Regions from separate parts of the Mus musculus genome. Here region 1 is linked to region 2. A link is a contact called in public Hi-C data. All regions are on one chromosome and are shown on one strand. The core of a region is the stretch at or near the end of the contact, and the rest is flanking DNA. Distances in the headings are between cores, read along the strand shown.

Region 1 (7,637 bases), core at 304-2,803, 140 kb after region 2:
GAGGTTTCAATAGTTGAAAGTGCTGGTGGATCAACAAGCCAATTCCAGAATTTTAAAAGATTCATCCTTGTACTTCTGTTACTCTAGAACCACTCCTGGTACCAACTTCTGTATTAGTCAGGGTTCTCTAGAGTCACAGAACTTATGGATAGTCTCTAGATAGTAAAGGAATTTATTGATGACTTACAGTCGGCAGCCCAATTCCCAACAATTGTTCAGTCGCAGCTGTGAATGGAAGTCCAAGGATCTAGCAGTTACTCAGTCTCACGCAGCAAGCAGGCGAAGGAGCAAGGGCTCGAGCTAGACTCCCTTCTTCCAATGTCCTTATATTGTCTCCAGCAAAAGGTGTAGCCCAGATTAAAGGTGTGTTCCACCACACCTTTAATCCCAGATGAAAGGCATAGCCAGATTAAAGGTGTGTTCCTTAACTCGGAGATTCAATCTTCTGGAATCCATAGCCACTATGGCTCAAGATCTTCAAACCAAGATCCAGATAAGGATCTCCAAGCCTCCAGATAAGGGTCACTGGTGAGCCTTCCAATTCCGGATTGTAGTTCATTCCAAATATTGTCAAGTTGACAACCAGGAATAGCCACTACACCAAGGTTCTGAGGTAGCTTCAGCAATGTCTTAGTGAGGGTTTCTATTGCTGCATGGCATGATGACACTCCATGTCCCAAAAGCAAACTGGGGAGGGAAGGGTTTATTTGGCTGACACTTCCAGATCATAGTCCATCATTGGAGAGAGTCAGGACAGGTACCTAAGCAGGGCAGGAACCTGGAGGCAGGACCTGATGCAGAGGCCATGGGGGGGATGCTGCTCACTGGCTGGCTCCTCATGGCTTACTCAGGCTGCTTTCTTACAGGACTGCCAGCCCAGGATGGCACCACCCACAATGTGCTGGGTCCTTCCTCATTAATTGAGAAAAGGCCTTATAGCTGGATCTCATGGAGGCATTTCCTTACCTGAGGCTCCTTTCTCTTTAGCTTGTGTCAAGTTGACACACAAAACCAGCTAGTACAAGCAGTTCCCATGAAAGGTGCATTGGCCTGCTATGGCCTTTCATTTTTACAAAGAGTCCACTATGATATAGGAGAGGAGGCTGCCTTGTGGAGGCTTCAGGGATACGGTTCCTGCTCTGCCCTGAGTTCATGGGGAACACTGCAGAATGCTCTGTTTAGGTCTCCCTTCTACCTACAAAAGGAGAGGGCTGGCCATACCCCTATTGTGTGCTCCAGAATAGACACTGAGCCTGCAAAGATAGATACTTCTTTTCTATCTGTATTGCCAACTCCTGGGACTGAACCCACCTCCTTCCACCACCTACAGCCCTGGACACTGTCCACCTGCCACTACAGGTGCCACTGCAGGGCTGTCCTCTCTTAGAAGCTTTGCAGCTTCTGTAAGATCAGCTCCCCATGGTGCCCACAGCTGCAAAGCTCTAGAAGTTTACAAGCATGTGTCCGTCTGCAAGCTACAGGAGAACAAAGCTGACAGAGGAAACAGAAGGGCAGACATCCAGAGGAGGAAGAGCTGTCCTCATCAAACCTTAGAGATGATGTCACACTCTAGCCATGAAAAGAAATCTATCAATGAAAACCACTAAGTCCCCAGTCATCTGTGCCTGTGACAGATGGACACTTGGGCAGCTTTTAAAGATATAGTGGGGACCGACTAATGTCCAGGGCTATGGTGAGTGATCCAGGGAGAGCTTGAAGCAGAGAACGGGAGTTTTGTTTCCCAGCCTCACCCTGGTTCTCTGGAGGAGCCAGCAGCCCATTGCCCTATAAGGGTTGGGAGTCTTGGAGGCAGAGGCACTGCAGCAGGAGCCCGGCAGCTGTCTGGTGCACTTTATTATTAGATTAGAGGTTCCACACAATGTCATTAAGACCTAATGGCCATAGCCAGCACCACACATCTGACTTTTTCTACCCCGGGCTGATGAATCTGCAGGCAGAGAAATGTTCTCTTAACTCTTCCCTCTGTGTGTGTGGGGAAGGGGTGTGGGCCAGCGTCAATCGACAAGCACTGATATGGCCAAAATTACGCCCATTGAGTGCAGGACTACAAAACAGCCTCAGAGAGGCCTGCTGACCTCGTGTACCTGTTTGGAGACTGGCCGGGAGGGGTGGGAGGGCATGGGGACAGGGGCCCAGCCCGGAAGTTCTCTCGAGGGTTTTTCCTGTAACACGGTAAAGGAACCCACAGTTACGGAAAGTCAACAGAAGCCACGGTAAAAAAGACATTTTAGCTTAAAACAAAAACAGAAACAGAAACAACAAAAAGGCCACAAAGGATTCCCCTGCTGACATCTTTGCTCAATTGAGACAAGGTCTCACTATGGCGCCCAGGTTGGTCTCAAACTTAGTGTTCCTCCTGGCTCAGCCCCTCAAGGGTGGGGTTATGAACACATGCTACCGTGGTTGGTTGTTATTTATTTTCGCTTTGGAGCAAAACTAGTAATTGTGTCTAGAAGGAATGCACACGTGCGTAAATGAAAACCACACAGGCCCTGCTGCTTAGGCAGGAGAATTCCGGTGGCTTCGTCTTCACTGCGTGTTATTTACACCATTGGCAGAGCTGCTTTTGCATACTGAGTTTTATGTGAAAACCACAGGTCTAGTGGGACAGAAAGATGACTAAAGATCCAGGGCAAACTCTTAAGGGCAGCTCAGAAGTTCAGGGGAGATTTTTTTTTTTAAAGTCAGTTTATGGTAAAGATCTCAAAAAATAATCACACAGATAGATTCACATGGCTACTCGAGCTAACAGGGCCAATCTTAGAGGAAGTCACAGTCCCTGCCGTAGAGGCCTGCAATGAATACCTTTGAGACTGTTTAACTCTCATCAGGCCGTAAGAAATCAGAAGGGCCCTAATTTGGTGTTGCCAGTATGACATGCAGGCGTAGGCTGCTTAGGAGCCCTATGTGGGATCAGGTCGTCAGCTTTGAAAAGTTTATTTCATGGGTGAAGAAATAGTTAGGACAGAGAAAAGTGCAAGGAAAGGAAAACTAGAACACAGAGACGGACAGAATCGCTCTTGTCTCCTGGCTGCTTGACGAGCCGTGAGATCCCTCGAGCCCGTACCCACCCAGCCTCCCTCTCAGGTGGCACTTGTACCCACCCAGCCTCCCTCTCAGGTGGCACTTGTCTTCTTCAAAAGTCCCATTTCCAAAATGTTAGCACCATGGCTTGAGAGGGAAAAAAAAAAAAGGCTGAAAATCCCTGCAATATCCAATACAAGCAATCCCATCTAGTTGATCTGAAGCTCCTGTCAACTCTGGAGCCACAGGTACACAGCCATGAACACGGAAGCTGTCTGAGACAAAGGGGGGGGGGGGAGTATCAGCTCAGCACGGTGCTGAGAAGGGAGAAAAGCTAACATGCCACCATGGGACTCACACTGCAGTGTTGGTGATCTGCCAGGCCGGGCAGTCTGTGAGGAAGGTACCAGGCTCATCCCCACTAGATAACGGGGAAACTAAGGCAGGGAAACAAAACCTAAGACAGTTGCTTAAACCCTGTGTGAGTGGCAGAGACAAAATCTGAGCCCACAGTCCAGATCCAGGCGGGATGAGATTCGGATAATGACGCATGCCAGGATTTTGGAAGTGTGATTGTGTGCCCCCGCTGTGGCCTTGCTGCGAAGCTGTGTGTGGAGGTCCTCTAATATTTAACCAGTCCAATTCTGAGGGTGAGATATGTTAACTTCCCTGAACTCTTCATTGTAAACCGAGATTATCAACCTCATAGGATTGTTGGGAAGGCTCCCTGAGAGAAACAGGTTTAAGCACAATGGAGACAAAGCACAAAGATGCAGCTGCCGTCTTACCATCCCACACCTCTTCCCACTTAAGTCAGTACATTAATAAATAAATAAATAAACCAACCCCATGTCCATTTTATCAGTTTACTCACTTCCGCCTTTCCCCCGGAGACTCCATCTGATGATTGATGGTTTTCTCCAGGGCCAAGGTTTTGGGCTTCACATCTTCCGACGTGGATGTTGGTGGGTTTGGTATCTGTTGATTCCGAGGTGGATCTGAGACCAAGGAAGGAACAGAAACGTGTTCAGCAAAGTCATTTTAACTTTCCTTTTAAAGAGCCGATGCCCGCTGGTCCTTAACAGTAATTCTGTGTGGGCTGCGTTGCACGAGCATCTCGGTCGGGCTTGGCAGAGTCTAGTCCACAAGAGGAGTTGTTGGGGTGGAGGGAGGATTATGTTATGGTGGAACTGGGAGATCGGAAGGATGAACTGTTGATGATTATTTTCTAAATCTTAAATTTTTTCAAAGTCTCCCTTTGATTTAAGAAAATCGTTATTTTGTATGTCGGTGTTTTGCCCTCATGTATGTTTGTGACCCTCATGCATGCAGTGCCCATGGAGGCCGTAAGAGGGCGTCATAATCCCCTGGACCTGGAGTTATTGACAATTGTGAGCTGACAAAGAAGTCCTGGGAATCGAACCTGGGTCTTCTGAGAGGGTAGCCACTGCTATTAACCAATGAACCATCTCTCCAGCCCTTTCCTTTAAATTTTGAAAAATTACATTGGTTTATTGTGAGGAAGGAGCACATGCAGGGGTGTACATGTGTGTACGTGTGTGTGCGCGCGCGCGCGTGTGTGCGTGCGTGCGTGCGTGCGTGTATGTGTGTGTGTGTGTGTGTGTGTGTGTGTCTGTGTGTGTGTAGGTCAACCTTTGGGACCTGCTTCTCACTTTCCACTACACGAGTCTTTGAACTCAGGCCCTCAGGCTCTCTGCTCACTGAGTCAACTCACCAGCCATAGTTTTTATTTTTTAAAATGCTAGTACCTGCTGTGGTCTCACCCAGACCCCAATGACAGTGTGCTGAGTCTGGTCTCATGGCAGGAGTTTATGTGTTATGTGTTAACAGAAGCTAGAGGTAAGGGGCCCTAGGGGAGATATTTGCAGCCACCAGAGGTCAGTTCTGGACAGTGTGAGTGTTTACAGTACCTTAAATATTAGGATTTATCTCTTCATTCTTACCCTGAGCTGGCTGTGGGTTTGTACCACAGTGTGGGGCCCCAGCCTCTGCCTCCAGCTGCGGGTCCTGATGGATTCCTTTTGACACGGAGATTTCAGGGTTAGCCGAGGGACTTGGAGTTAGGCTGTTAAAAACAAAACAAAACAAACCAAAAAACCCCAAAACTTCAGAGCAGAGATAAAACCAACTGGATTAAAATGACTGTTTCTGTACCTGAGGACATGGGGCTAGCAATTATAATCTAAGGAAAAGAAATAGACTGTTTGCTTACTCTGTTTATTTTAAACTCTATCTAAAACCATTACGAAATACTACGTGTTTTGCGTTTTTAGTTCCCATCAATTGAACACACTCAGGAAATAATCGTGTCCAAGGTCCTCCCTGCCCACCAGGCTCTCTGAGCTAATCACCTCTAGGGGGCTCATCTGAAGCTCCCAGAGTTCCACAAGGAAACAATTACGCTAGGTAGCTATCATGTGGAAGCCAGGCACAGTGAAGCGCATCTATAATCTCAGCACTTGGGCAGAGGCAGAAGGACCACAGGGCCAGGTGGGGCTACCCAGTGAGTTCAAGGCCAGCCTTGGCTGCATATCGATGCACTATCTCCAAATCAATAGATAAATAAGCAAATAACTGGGGCTACATGGGATCTCCAAGCCTTTGGGGGGGGGGGTTTCTGTGTGCAAAGAAAGGAGTGATTTAAGGAGATTTAAGGAGATGAAAAGAAAGTTTCTGGTGACAATGAGACCAGTCTGACGAAACCAAACAGCAAATTCACAGGCAAAGCCTGTCTGAAGAACTAGCAAAAATGCACATGAAGTGCTTTTAGGGCTCCTTCGAATCTTCCTGACTAATAGTTCCCACCTCCCAGACTCTGAGGCAGTGTTGCCTGGAGACTGTGCCCTGACAGACTTGGTGCTCAGTGTCTGATTCTAGAGGCTCCCTCCATGCAAACCCTTACCAGAACTCTGCTCCCAGCCAACCCTTCTCCTTGACCAGCCTAGGACACCACGATAGCCTTTCTCATCTCGGGGTCCCTCTGGGATGCTGTCATCGTGTTACAGGTGCATGTATCCCTGCTGATACCTGTCTGGGATCTCTCACCCGAGGCAAACATCAGTTTCTTAAGGAGGATGCTGATAGCAGACAGCTGCCATCTTCCTGGGCTTCCTATAGGTTCCTTCCAGATTAGGCATGGGTAACAGTGATAACCCATAGCCCAGAGTCTGTTCCAGTCTGAGATACTCTGGGGTTTCTGGATTCATTTTCATATCTCCCATGGGCTATCTAGAGTCCACATGTGAAGTGGCTACCCACAACAGTTCTGACAAGTGGCTAATCCTTCGTATTATAACTCACCCCAGCGAGGACGCCCACAGCCAAGTTTAGGTCCACAGTGAAACCAAGGTAGGTGGGACCTCAGGACCTTGCTTCAATTTCTTTCCCAGTTGACACATTCTGTACTTCTGGAAGCTTTGGGCTTTGAGTCAACAACAAGCTTCCAAAATGATTTATACTACTTTCTTTATTTAAAACGGGTCTCCCCTTTTAATTTTTTGAAACTTTATTATTAAAACATTTAAATTTGTTTATGTGCTTATGCACATGTACAGTGTGTGTGCGTGCACATGTCATAAAGTGCATGCGGAGGGCAGAGTCTGACTCTGTGGAGTGGGGTCTGGCCTTCTACCTTTATGTGGTTTCTGAGGGACTGGACTCAGGTTGTAGGCTTCATCAGCAAGCCCCTGGACCCTCTCACCCATCTCTCTGTCTCTTAAAATTAATTACTTTTTTGGAGATATGCCCTTAGTATATACCAGAGGATAGCCTCAGATTTATGACGCCTTTGCCACTTCTGTCACCACACCTGGCCTCACCTATTTAAAAATAAGGCTGTACATACTCACTCAAGAGCCCAAGGATGCTGGCTTCAGAGCCGACACAGTCTGTTTATTTTATTTACTTATTTATTTTGGTTTTTTGAGACAGGGTTTCTCTGTATAGCCCTGGCTGTCCTGGAACTCACTTTGTAGACCAGGCTGACCTGGAACTCAGAAATCCGCCAGCCTCTGCCTTCCGAGTGCTGGGATTAAAGGCATGCATCACCATGACCGGCTTGACACAGTATGTTTAAACAACGTGGGATGCATTGTTAGAGCCATCCTTTTAAAGCAGTGAGACCACCCTCCTGGGAGTGAATGGCCCAGGAGCCCAGCTTTGAGCTCATGGACAGCCTGGGGAGGGCCCTTACCTCTGCTCCTCTGGCAGACCACCTTCTCTAGTTTTGAGCAATGAATCACCGTCATTCTCCTGGAAAGGCGTCTTCTGTCTTCTCTCGTTTTCTTTGTCTGGGCAGTTTTCCAAGTCCATCTTATTCTGATGGAAAAAGTGGGATCATTTTGAATATAATTTAAACGCACCAGATGACTTTCATGTTTGACCATGGGATATCTAAAGCCCATCCCCTTTCCTTTCCTTGATAATAAAGGTTTTGTGTTCTGCTCTACATTTTAAAGAAGTTATTAACATGTGTTTTCTGCACAAGTGGATGGGAGCACTGTGAGCTTGTGTACATGCATGTAGCAGGCTCTCCTCATAGCCGCCCTAGTCTACTTCCACCCCAACCCTGT
Region 2 (6,881 bases), core at 1,621-4,120:
CTATCCTTGAGATACTGCAGAAGCTGAAGCACAAAGATAGCAAGGAACCATGGCAACAACAATCCCAGGTCCTCTACCTTTAAACACAAATTTGCCAGGCACATAAATGCTTGGGTTATCACATGACTCGTCAGGCTGCTGCCCAGACAGAGAGAGGGAAGCCAGGTCTATCTACACAAAGGAGACCTGGACATGAAGTTATAAGGCTCAGTCACTCAGCCAAACAATTTAGTCCCAGTTACTGACTTGGTACTGAGTACAGGAGAAGGGGGACAGAAAGTCAGAGTCATCCTTACCCTCGTGTTGCTGAGTTAGAAATAGCTGCCCCCTTTTTGCCCTTGAAAAAAAATAAAATTCTCATCCTTCCCTTACTTTAAAATTGTGCAGCTATGGTATGAAGTCTGACCATTATGGTGGAAGTTATGTGTGACCTTTGACTCAGGATAGCCTCCTTCTTAAAAGTAACAGATTAAAAAGAAGAAGAAGAAGAAGAAGAAGAAGAAGAAGAAGAAGAAGAAGAAGAAGAAGAAGAAGAGGAGGAGGAGGAGGAGGAGGGGGAGGAGGAGGAGGAGGAGGAGGAGGAGGAGGAGGAGGAGGAGGAGGAGGAGGAAGAAGAAGAAGAAGAAGAAGAAGAAGAAGAAGAAGAAGAAGAAGAAGAAGAAGAAGAAGAAGAAGAAGAAGAAGAATAATAATTAAGGGTCAGTGAGTTGGCTCCAAGGGTAAGGTGGCTTGCTGCCCAGTCTGGGGACCTGAGTTTGAATCCTAGATCCACATAATGTAAGAAGAGAACTGATTCTTGTAAGTTGTCCTTGGCCTCCACACTTATACCATGATACATATGTGCCTTCACCACATACAATTAAAATGAATAATAAAATAAATTAAAACAACGGATTGCTTTTCCAGAGAATATTTACCTTTACACGACACATGGTTTATGTATTTCTTAGCAACATGGGATAGAGAAGACTCCTGCCATAGCATTCATTTACTCCTCTACAGAAATGTCCTTCTCTGTATAAATGTAGCCTAGTGCACTGAAGAGGGAAAACCCACTGTGCCAAGTCCCTAATTATCCCTCCCCCTTCCTCCGGAGCATCCTCACATATTCAACCGACATCTTATTTATGAGGTAGGGTTTGTTGTTGATTATTTAGTTGTTCAACATCTGAAGCATGCTCGAGATAAAATGTGGGTCACTGAATAAAAGGCCAGAGACTTGCAGTTCTTGTTCAACAGCAGCCCTCAGACCTGGAAATGTATCAATAATATATTAAACACATGACCATTTTGGCTGTTTTCTACAACCTCAAACCGGTTTGAAACATTGAAAACACCCTATGTAGCTTTACTTGTGTGTGTGTGTGTGTGTGAGAGAGTGTGTGTGTGTGTGTGTGTGTGTGTGTGTGTGTGTGTGTGTTTCTTCTCAAATACTACTGATTTGGTGGCATTTCTTCCTGGCTAGGATACAGGAGATGTTGCATTGAGCTGATCAGAATGGAAACAAAGAGTTGAAACAAAACAAACCAGGAGGGTAGCCTTCTCTTATAAGGGGAGGGACCTGGAAGTTAGAACAACAGTTGTATCTTTTCCTTCTTTGGTTTCTCTCTCTCCCTCCCTGACCCCAATCTAATGTATTTATTTATTTATTTATTTATTTATTTATTTATTTATTTATTTATTTATTTATTTATTTGCATTAAATAATTCAGCTCCCTTCCCTTTGTCATGGGGCTGTATTCGGGGAGAGGAAGACAAACTGCTTAGACCTTGAAAAGCACATGGGTTCCTCGCTTAGATGGCGTCTGTGTAGACTCCGAACTCCCTCCATGTTCTATAGGGAAAAAACAGAGCCAGGTGCGTTTCTTCCCAAATCGAATTAGCTGCAAGATGCCACATCCAATTGTGGCAAATTGATGTGAGAGTTTGTGATTTCTGCGGCGGCTCTTACAGCAGAGGTCACCAGGCAGAGACACAGACACCAGGCAGGGGGGGTTGCAGCAACTTGTGGTACAGGCTGCTTCGACAATAGCAGGCAAGACAGAAAACGCAGTCGGCTTTTTGAAAATTGCAAGAGAATCCAGTTGTAAGTACGTATTCTAATTGGATTTACTGTGCCATCATTTACCTCTTTAGGATGTTAACATAACATTATGCTTAATTGAAAAAATGGGTAGTTAACTATTCAGAGGCTAGATTTTCCAGGAACCCCCAACCCCCTGCCTGGTCTAAGCCACAGCTTAATCAGGCACAAAAATATAGGATTCCCCTAATCACATCAGCAAACGGTTTTTAGATTTGAAATAAAATTTGCTTATTTACTACTGGAAATTAGCTAAAAATGTTGACATGTGACAAATTTGCCCTTCCCCATTGTTGTTTTTATAGATCTCCCCTGACATTAACAGGTTTACATCATGCCTTATGACATTTAATTAGTCATAGCTTATTTAATTAGCGTGGCAAGACATCCAGAGCAATCCAAAGATTTTCTGCAAAACCCAAACAGGAGGTGGCACTTCTATAACTCACGGAAGCAGGCAAATGCAGAACAGACCGGAGACCAGACAGCTGTGTTTCTGTAGATACCTCAAACTGCCCTAGCTCGGAACCGGGAGAACAAGATTTCGTAAACCATGTTAGGACCCTTTGCCAAAATTTGTCTTTGCAAGGCATATGCACTGTCAAGCCAACTGGAGCCAAGACACATTTCGGTAAGAAATACCTTCTGCCCCAGGAAGGCTTAGAGTCTCCCTTCAATACACCCAGTAGATTTATTCATCTGGGAATGAATACTCCAGCACGTTGATGCAGAGATCAGTGCTTAGAATCCTTTCTTCTTACAACTTTTCTCTATTTCTTATGGACTTCTGACAGGAATTGATAGTTTCTAGTCCACTCTCAATTCAAATCTTGGATATACTGAGCAGCCTTGCTGGCTTATTGTTATGGATGAGATAAGCATGCTTATGCATTTTATCCCTGCGGAGATGATAGCCCATTGCTGTTCCCATTCTTTGCATGATATAACTGAGGTTCAGGGATAGTTATCCACAGTTTACACCTATGTGGCCAAGTCAGGAGATGAAACTAGTCTTGGAGCATATCCAGGCCCCTGTTGGAGAGCCACGGGTTCTCTGGAGGGCAGATTCACACTTGCTGGCTATATACTTCTTTGGCTTCTGCCCTATTCAAACCCAGAGTCCTTTATTCTGACCCTAAAGCCCGAGTCGCAGCCAGGTCACCTCTCTGCCTTGCTCTGTGCTGCCTAGTTGTGGCAGGTCTCACTCTTCTAGAAAATATGTTGACTGGAAACAACTCAAAACACCAGGGGTATCCACAATGAAAAGCTCTAGGAAACAAAGCAACCATGGAAATAATTATAAGTATAAACATATTTATAACTGAATATAAATGTAAACTCTTCCCATTGCATACTATAAACTGATAATAAAATGAAGCCATCTGTCTTGCCCTGTGTCTTCATGGATTTTTTTGAGATAGTGTCTCACCATGTAGCCCTGGCTGTCCTAGGACTCACTATGTAGTCTAGGCTGGCCTTGAACTCACAAAGTTCCACAAGGCTCTGCCTCCTGAGTGCTGGGATTGAAGGCTGTGCCGCTGCCACCCACCTTATATAGTTTTACCTTTTCTTTTTAAATGCTGTTGTGACCTTCAAACAGAAAGACCTTTTCCATATAGATGTGTGTTAGCTCAACTTTCTCATTTCAATATAGCAAAGAACTTTGTTTCATTCTCATGAATGAACTATAATGTTTAAATTCAAGGGGCCACTTGGAAGGAGCAGGACGAGAACTCTAGCCACCCCCTATTTTTACTGCACAGAATTTTAGAGGTGAGCTTTAAAAACACCCCTGTGTCTGTCTCAGGTTTAGATTGCTTGTGAAACATAACTTTAAAGCACTTACCAGAATCTTCCTGTGGACATAAATCCCACATATGTGTAGTCACTGGAACGCCTCCCGAGCCCCCTCACAAGTAGGGGATAGAGATGTCCGTTTTATGCCCAAGCACCAGGACTCCAAGTGCATTAAGAAAATCATCTCAGTGTGGCTTTTACTAATGCAGAGTATTTTAAAAATGAAACGAGGCAGATACAATAGCAGAGGTGCCACAGATAGAATAAATATCACTTAACCAATTACCAATTATCCATGCTGAGGCAGGACGAGGCAGAGTCTTGATAATTAAAACCCCAAATAAACCGAATGTTGGTTTAACCAACGATTCTTCTTTTGCAAGAATGTCTAAGGAACAGCCATAAAATGACTGATCTGAGTTTCACTTCCTCCCCCTGCCTCCACCTGCCCACCCTCTGACGGGGCTCTGATGGGCAGGAGACCGGTCAAAGGGCAGACAGCTGGAGGGAAGTCAAAGGGAGTAGCGGGGACCCACAGAGTGGAGAATCTGCCCCTGGATAATTGAGAGTTGATTGGATACACAATGGCATCCCATTGTCTCCTTCTCATTTTGGAGAAGGGGCCACAGACAAGTCTGCCGTAAGTAGCTCCCACCTGGCCCTTCCTCTCCTGGGCCAGCTGTGAGCATTCATTGGTGACAGCCATGTTTAGCACATTCCTGCTCAGCCTGGAGAAATCAAGATTTGAACTAGAAAGTTCTGGCCATACCAGAAGCCTGGCTCCATCGCTTCGCACAACTTCAGCCAGGGTCAAAGGCGAGATAAACCTGTAGAGGATGCCAAGAAATGGAACATTTCCGGATCCGATGCCCAGAACTCCAGGCCCGCCGCTCCTTGGGCCTGCATTCTGCCTTTTGACTTCCTGATGCCTTAGTTCCTGCCGCTCTTGCCCTGTGTCCCGCCCCACCCCCGTGCCTTAGTACTTCATCTTCTTTCCTGTCTCCTGTGCCTTATTCAAACCTCACATGAGCATCACTATCATGGTGCACGGAACTAGAGCTGGTATTCTGGGTCTCTATGGGGCACCTGGACCATGGCAGACACAAAACCACACTGGCATTCATCTTATCTCTTCTCAGGTATCCTTTGTCTGCTGAGGGAATCTTATGCTGCCCTGTTCCCATGGAGGGTGATGCCTTCCTCTACCACAGTCTCCTGCTGCAGCTGTTCAAGAACCCATCATTCTCCTCTATAAAACTCAACGTGGGAAGCTGTTGTGTGTACACTGGCATCATTCAGGGAGCCTCTCACTCTGAGTGATTGACATTTAAATCAGAAGAGGTGAGAGGTTAATCCCTCCCCTGTGATGCAGCACCATACTGTATGTATTTGACTGTACTGGTTTTCTCATTTGTTTTTTTTTTTTTTTTTTTTTTTTGTAGCCTCTGCACTCAGCACAGCACACGGCACACGGGAGGTGTGTTTAGTGAGCAAACTTGTCGGTCTATTCCTTAGCTGATGAGAAAGGGCTGTACAAGAGAAAATGCAAGCTTTACTCCCAATATTAGTTTTCCATTGGGAACCATTTTGTCTGCTTCTGTGAGAGCCTGCTTGTCAGGAGGAGTCAAGGCAGGCCCTGGCCTGCTGGCAGATTTCTTGGCCTGCTCATGCACGGGACAAGAAGAGGGGATACACTTGAAGCTCAAGGAAAGGGGCTGGATGTCCTGTTCATCTTGGAGGAAGAAACAAGGAGCAATAGGGAGGCCTCCAGCTGGGTCCAGAGCTTGAATGTATATCAGCTGCTGTCCCTGCTGGCTTGTGGCTTTGTTTCCCACAATACTGTAAAGTCTATAAAGCCTGAGAGAATTAAACTCCGGGCTGCCACAGTACTGACTGGAGAACCCTCCTGATTTCTAATCTTTGTCTCTAAGTCTTCTTTTTTTTTAAATTTTTTATTAGGTATTTTCCTCATTTACATTTCCAATGCTATCCCAAAAGTCCCCCATACCCTCCCACCCACTCCCCTACCCACCCACTCCCACTTCTTGGCCCTGGTGTTCCCTTGTACTGAGGCATATAAAGTTTGCACGACCAATGGGCCTCTCTTTCCACTGATGGCCGACTAGACCATCTTTTGATACATATGCAGCTAGAGACAAGAGCTCCGGGGTACTGGTTAGTTCATATTGTTGTTCCACCTATAGGGTTGCAGATCCCTTTAGCTCCTTGGATACTTTCTCTAGCTCCTCCATTGGGGGCCCTGTGATCCATCCAATAGCTGACTGTGAGCATCCACTTCTGTGTTTGCTAGGCCCTGGCCTAGTCTCACAAGAGACAGCTATATCAGGGTCCTTTCAGCAAAATCTTGCTAGTGTATGCAATGATGTCTGCGTTTGGTGGCTGATTATGGGATGGATCCCCGGATATGGTAGTCTCTAGATGGTCCATCCTTTTGTCTCAGCTCCAAACTTTGTCTCTGTAACTCCTTCCATGGGTGTTTTGTTCCCAATTCTAAGAAGGGGCAAAGTGTCCACACTTTGGTCTTCATTCTTCTTGCGTTTCATGTGTTTTGCAAATTGTAACTTATATCTTGGGTATTCTAAGTTTCTGGGTTAATATCCACTTATCAGTGAGTACATATCATGTGAGTTCTTTTGTGATTGGGTTACCTCACTCAGGATGATGCCCTCCAGGTCAATCCATTTGCCTATGAATTTCATAAATTCAATTTTTTTAATAGCTGAGTAGTACTCCATTGTGTAAATGTACCACATTTTCTGTATCCATTCCCCTGTTGAGGGGCAGAATGCGAATTGATCCATTTCTATCTCCTTGTACTAAGGTCAAATCTAAGTGGATCAAGGAACTCCACATAAAACCAGAAACACTGAAACTTATAGAGGAGAAAGTGGGGAAAAGCCTCGAAGATATGGGCACAGTGGAAAAATTCCTGAATAGAACAGCAATGGCTTGTGCTGTAAGATCGAGAATTGACAAATGG

Evidence for each region. A called contact is a pair of places that touch in the nucleus more often than the background predicts.
Region 1: a Hi-C map of the N1E-115 cell line shows a contact between it and region 2, with 3 times the contacts expected there. The contact joins two enhancer-like sites. A contact is called at or near these places in 13 of 484 Hi-C or Micro-C datasets (the HL-1 cell line, the N1E-115 cell line, bone marrow-derived macrophages and 3 more), 1 of 115 datasets of contacts at active chromatin or transcription factors (embryonic stem cells) and 2 of 9 other capture datasets (embryonic stem cells and pancreatic islet).

Annotation. Positions count from the first base shown.
Region 1 is chr5:67,030,572-67,038,208 of GRCm38.p6, reverse strand. Limch1 (LIM and calponin homology domains 1) reads right to left here. Exons shown (of 26, transcript NM_001001980.3): 21 at 7,259-7,383; 22 at 5,010-5,131; 23 at 3,920-4,043. Among named protein-coding and RNA genes, the nearest start is that of Gm33040, 35 kb to the right of the region's middle. Within about 2 kb of position 1,553, at least 4 of the 459 cell types and tissues checked have an H3K27ac peak or open chromatin away from gene starts, as enhancers often do. A contact at or near this core is called in the N1E-115 cell line, where this site is marked.
Region 2 is chr5:67,174,465-67,181,345 of GRCm38.p6, reverse strand. No RefSeq gene overlaps it. Among named protein-coding and RNA genes, the nearest start is that of Gm33293, 54 kb to the left of the region's middle. Within about 2 kb of position 2,870, at least 7 of the 459 cell types and tissues checked have an H3K27ac peak or open chromatin away from gene starts, as enhancers often do. A contact at or near this core is called in the N1E-115 cell line, where this site is marked.